Linked DNA regions of Zea mays: region 2 is linked to region 1. A link is a contact called in public Hi-C data. All regions are on one chromosome and are shown on one strand. The core of a region is the stretch at or near the end of the contact, and the rest is flanking DNA. Distances in the headings are between cores, read along the strand shown. Region 1 holds the start of LOC100282930. Region 2 holds the start of LOC100192822 (Exostosin family protein).

Region 1 (2,872 bases), core at 127-2,626:
AACATCAGCACTTATACACATGGCAGATGTCAGAAATCATTATGTGTACATCAAAATAAACATATTTGTACAACGAGTTATCTAATTATTTATTTTTTATCATTATAGTTTACATGAAAATATTATCATATATAAGTTTAACGGGTCACTGCGGAGAACGGAGATAGAAAATGTTTTCCTATCTCCGTCCCCCGTTGAGAGATGATTTTTTTTCTGTTTACATCCCCGCGGGGTAACCCTCCCCATTCACTAATGGAGAAATTCCTCGCGAGGAATCGAGGATCGAGGCCCATTATCATCTTTAGGTACGATATTTTTCACTAGAGCGATAAATTTTGGTGCTTTGATATATATTAAACTTTGCACATGTGGAATTTTTATTGAAAGAGAACTATAGAACCAAACAAGCACTTGTTCTTAAAAAATACCGTGGTTTAGATGAGGTAAAGCAAAAACAGGTATATTTCTGCTGCCGGCAATTGAATACAATGGTATTTGTAAACTACAGTATCGCAAAATTGTGGTACCTGTAATACCGTGGTATTATTAGCTGCTGTATTGACTGGCGAGCGAGGCTTATCCACGTCCGAGTCGGCGAGCGGCGACGCAAATCAATGGGCGGGCGGACGCTCAATAAACTTCCCAACCAACTATTCCGACGCGATTAAAGCCGCTGTGTGTGCTCTCCCATCCACCACAGTCGCGCACGCTGTCCATGCTTCAAGGTCTCTTTGGTTTGATGTCTAACTTGCCACACTTTGCCTCACTTTTTTGCCTAGGTTCTGTTTGATTCGTGGCTAACTATACCACACTTTGCCTAAGTTTAGTCGTTCGAATTGAAGAACTAATCTTAGGCAGAAAAGTTAGGCAAAATTCGAACGACTAACCTTAGGTAAAGTGTGACACATTTAGCCATCTCTTTCGTAGGGAAGAAAAAAAAACCATTAGCTTTCCGTCCCGGCCGGGCATCGTAAATGTGGATGGATCCACGCACGATATGACACGGCTGCCCGTTGGCGCCACTTTACCCGTCTGTCCGCCTCATAAATTCAACGTGTTGGTGAGAAAACACGAAACAGACGAGATAACGCAACGGCTTTCATTCACCTTACCTGGCGCGGCGTACAGCGACCTCATCAGCTCAGCTTGGGGCTAAACAAGCGACAGGTATCGCTGCTAGCTAGGCGCTACTCGAACGGTGCTCTCCCGTGGTCACTGGAGCACCGCATAGACATCGCTCTCTAGAAGTAATGGCCACTCAAGTTAGCTGCGACTGCGAGGAGAGGATGACTTGCTGCACTACTGCAATTATACACCGTCACCTCGCGCGTCGTGGCCCTGGCCTGCAAATGCAATGCAATGTCATGACCAACCTCGCGCGCGTATATTAACTCCACCTCGCCGCCCCACTCCACTGCCAAGCAACTCGCACGCAGCAGTACGACGTCTCTCCTCTGGGTCTGGGGCCGAGACACCGAGCACGTACTACCAGCAAGATGGTGGCGTCTCCCAGATTCAAGCCCATCGAGGAGTGCTGCTCGGAGGGGCGGTCGGAGCAGACGGTGGCCGCCGACCTGGACGGCACGCTGCTCATCTCCAGGAGCGCGTTCCCCTACTACCTCCTCGTGGCTCTCGAGGCCGGCAGCGTCCTCCGCGCCGCGCTGCTGCTCCTGTCCGTGCCGTTCGTCTACGTCACCTACGCCTTCTTCTCCGAGTCGCTGGCCATCAGCACGCTGGTGTACATCTCCGTGGCGGGGCTCAAGGTGCGCAGCATCGAGATGGTGGCGCGCTCCGTGCTCCCCAGGTTCTACGCGGGCGACGTGCACCCGGAGAGCTGGAGGGTGTTCAGCTCCTTCGGCAGGCGCTACGTCGTCACGGCCAGCCCCAGGGTCATGGTCGAGCCCTTCGCCAGGGCCTTCCTCGGCGCCGACAAGGTCGTCGGGACCGAGCTGGAGGTCGGCAGGGACGGCAAGGCCACGGGCTTCATGGCCAGGCCAGGCGTGCTCGTCGGCGACCACAAGAAGAAGGCCGTCGTCAAGGAGCTCGGCGACGCGCTGCCCGACGTCGGCATGGGGGATAGGGAGACCGACTTCGACTTCATGTCCATCTGCAAGGTTCCACGTACTCCGATCCCACGGCTCAGCTACCACTTCTTAATTTCCTGCTAAAATAATAGTAATAATAGTTTCATCTCGATCGCTGGATGCATTCGTACGTAGTATTTGGTAGCACCCAGACCCAGGTTCGCAATTACAGACTATTTATTACCGGCAACACGGAACATATCGGGTAGTTGAAGACTGGAATTAAAGTAGAAATAACACCCAACTGTTCCACAATTTAGGTAACATCTGACCGCTATTTAAATGACAGTTGTTCAATTTTCCATCCGCCTGAAGGCCACCCAGATTGGAATTTAAGGCGTGATTGTGAATTTGGTCTGACTGAGGGTTTGTAGTAGCATATCGACATGGAAAGAAAGAAAGAAAGAAATTTGAAATGTCATCGTAGGCAATCGTTGCGCCCTGCTGTGCTTTCACTAGTTCCCGTCCATCTGTTCTCTCAAGAATTTATTAGATAGTTTAGCAGCTTGTCAGGTCCTTATGACACATGCATGCAGACACTGTATACGCACGTCCATCTGTTTACGGGTGGCGTTGTCACAACCAGATAGGAAGGGGGATCATCGGTTTCACTAGCGGCTGAGCCGGGCGGATTGAAGGCGCGCCCGTCCGGCTCCATTTACGCCACGGTTGTTTGGTGGAGAATTCATGGCGCCCTGTCCCCGCGCGCAATGAAGGAGACCGCCCCAGCTGGCTGGCGCGTGAGCCATGAAAGCTGGAGCTGAGCGTGCCAGATCTATTTGCAGTCT
Region 2 (2,872 bases), core at 241-2,740, 130 kb after region 1:
TTCCACTAGATGTGGAATTACGGTATCCTCTAAAGCCCTGATGGCAGAAACCTATAAGGTTTAGGTGTTACTGGCAAAATATCCCCATTGTGCCAGAATGACAGACTATAACGATGTATCTGATCGATGAAAAATCCCTGATGGATTATGATCTTTGATGGACTTTTGTTACACCATCATAGATGTTGCAATGGATGAACGCCTGGAGCGATGTGTCATATTTAGAATATGTATTATTGCAACTATATTATCCCCTAAGTCTTATTGAAGGACATGTTATTTGCTTTGCACAACTATGTATAAATTGTGGTGTAAGATAGAAAATGATAGTACCCCAACCTCATCCATTCTCGTTATTCCAGATGAACAATAAGACATATATCTTGAAGAATATGCTTGAGTTATGAGGGATAACGACTTTGACAGATGTCATCGTCAGGGGGAGCGAATGCTTATATTGATCACAATCGTGAGACAATAAATGTCATATTCTATGCACTGAAGGTGTGAGCTTGATGATCAATATGTGAACCTTTATGGAACTTTCTATCAAATATATAGATCCAGTCGATCAAACACCATCAATCAAAGTGGCTTATTTATATTGATACGTGCACTTACCTCGTATATACTAGAAGTGAGTAGAGGTAAAGTTCCTGAAATAGTCCTTGCAAGGATATGCAATCTGTTTGCTAAATCTTTATGTGCATATACTTCCAGAAGAAGATGTTTTGCCTTATTGATACAATTTTGCAAGGATCAGGGGGAGCACATTTCTAAAGTTAGCCTTTATAGAAGATTCAATTGAATCTAGATATAGAAGATCGAAATATGTCCTAATGACAGTTGTTGTACTCTTTTTCCTTGGTGAGTTTTCCTGAAGTTTCTCACATGAGGTTTTTAACGAGGCAACAAAGTGCAAATGCAATATGCGTCACCATGCGCTCTTTCTCCATATTTTCCCACTGGGTTTTTTGGGAGTTTTAATGAGGCATGTGTTGGTCGCGGTATTCGCCCAAGGGGGAGTGTTGAGAAACCCTAATAAAGGGTTATGTGGGCAAATACCGAATATGCCCCTGAGGGCAATCACATTTCTATATATAGAACATGTACCCCCTCGTATGGAATATAGATCAGAAAGAGGCCAGAGGCCCAACCCTATATCCAGTGTCTCGTGTGTTTCCTCTGTCATGCTTATGGGAAGGGAGACGGGTTCTCTACATCTTCTTGCGCCTCTACTGCTGACGGGATGGATGGGAGCGGATCTGGTGATCCGTGGTAACGTAGTTCTCAACAGTTTACTCTAGATGCACAAGCTACACCCGTTGGCCGTTGCCACCCCGACTGGGTGAGGCCCAGTCAAAGAATGATGAAATCTAGAAGGCCCGGCCCAACTGGAGAGATTGAAACAAGGTCCGCTGATCCGCTCACCGAAGCTAACCTGCTGGCTGCTGCTGATCGTCGGCGCGCCGGGCTCATGATCGGAAATTCGGAACCAGATCCCCTCACTTTTTATCCCATCTTTGGCTCCGGCGAGCTATGCGAGCATGCGGCACCACCAAGCCTGCAGCCGCGCTCACCAGGTGGGCGCTCTGGTCCTCGTCTCTGCCACCTTCCTCCTCACCCGCCTCTTCGACCGCTTCCTCCTCGACACATATTCCTCCGCCCCCATAAACCCCGGCCGGCCCTTCTCTTCCGCTGACCTCCGCATCTACGTCTACGCTGAGGACGAGATCCAGGGCCTCCGCGCCCTGCTCCGGGGACGCGACGGCACCATCAACGCCGCCACATGCCTCAAGGGCCAATGGGGCACCCAGGTAAGCCTTGGACCCCACCACCTCTTTTCTCTTAAATCGCTCTCCCCCTTGGTCACAGAACACCGGCGCTGATCTTGTCTAAGGAGGCAACGCACAAATAGTTTGTTGCAATTGCGCTACGCCGCTCCCTACATTACAGTATAGCTGCTGCCCCTGGTCCTAACCTAATTCGACTCAGAGGGCGTATACTATTGAACCTGCACAACATCAATCATACATTCATACTTGTGTCTCTAGGCCGTCCATCTCAATCAATGTTTCAAGCAACGTACTCTGCACCGTGCAATTCGATAAATTCCTGATTCAAAATTTTGTTACTTAACACACAACTCAATCTCAACCTCAACATAGCCTTTTATCCAAGTAAGTTGGGGTAAGCTAGAGTTAAAACCCAACAAGATGTCACCAAAAAGAGAAAGAGAGAGATAGAGGAGGGGAAAAGCTTTTGAGAGCACTAGAAGGAAAAAGGACTAATCACGGTTCAGGCACGCGGATAGTTTCTTTCCAAGCACTTCTATCCAAACATAACTCTATTGGGATATTCCATTCCTTCAAGTCCCTTTTGATTGGCTCCTCCCATATCAAGTTTGGTCGACATCTACCTCTCTTCACATTATTGTCCCGTCTTATGATGCCTCTATGCACCGGTGCCTCTGGGGGTCTCCGATGGACATGGCCAAACCATCTCAGCCGGTGTTAAATAAGCTTTTTTTAATTGGCGCTACTCCTAGCCGATCGCGTATGTCATCATTTCTCACTCGGTCCAATCTTGTGTGCCCACATATCCAACACAACATACGCATCTTTGCGACACTTAGTTGTTGGATATGTCGACTCTTAGTAGGCCAACACTCAGCCCCATATAACATAGCAGGCCTAATCGTTGTCCTGTAGAACTTGTCTTTCAACTTATGTGGCACTCTCTTGTCACATAGGACTCCCGATGCTTTACGCCATTTCATCCATCCCGCTTTGATTCTATGGCTAACATTTTCATGAATATCACCATCTCTCTGTAGCATCGATCCCAATAACGGAAGGTGTCCTTTGGTACT

Evidence for each region. A called contact is a pair of places that touch in the nucleus more often than the background predicts.
Region 2: a contact with region 1 is called in a Hi-C map of leaf, with 2.2 times the contacts expected there. The contact joins the promoter of LOC100192822 here to the promoter of LOC100282930 in region 1. A contact is called at or near these places in 4 of 25 Hi-C or Micro-C datasets (ear, leaf and tassel).

The regions. Positions count from the first base shown.
Region 1 is chr3:183,205,957-183,208,828 of Zm-B73-REFERENCE-NAM-5.0, forward strand. It overlaps LOC100282930, which reads left to right and starts at 1,377. Exons shown (of 2, transcript NM_001155835.2): 1 at 1,377-2,114. The coding sequence starts at 1,497.
Region 2 is chr3:183,335,151-183,338,022 of Zm-B73-REFERENCE-NAM-5.0, forward strand. It overlaps LOC100192822 (Exostosin family protein), which reads left to right and starts at 1,491. Exons shown (of 8, transcript NM_001138013.1): 1 at 1,491-1,817. The coding sequence starts at 1,548.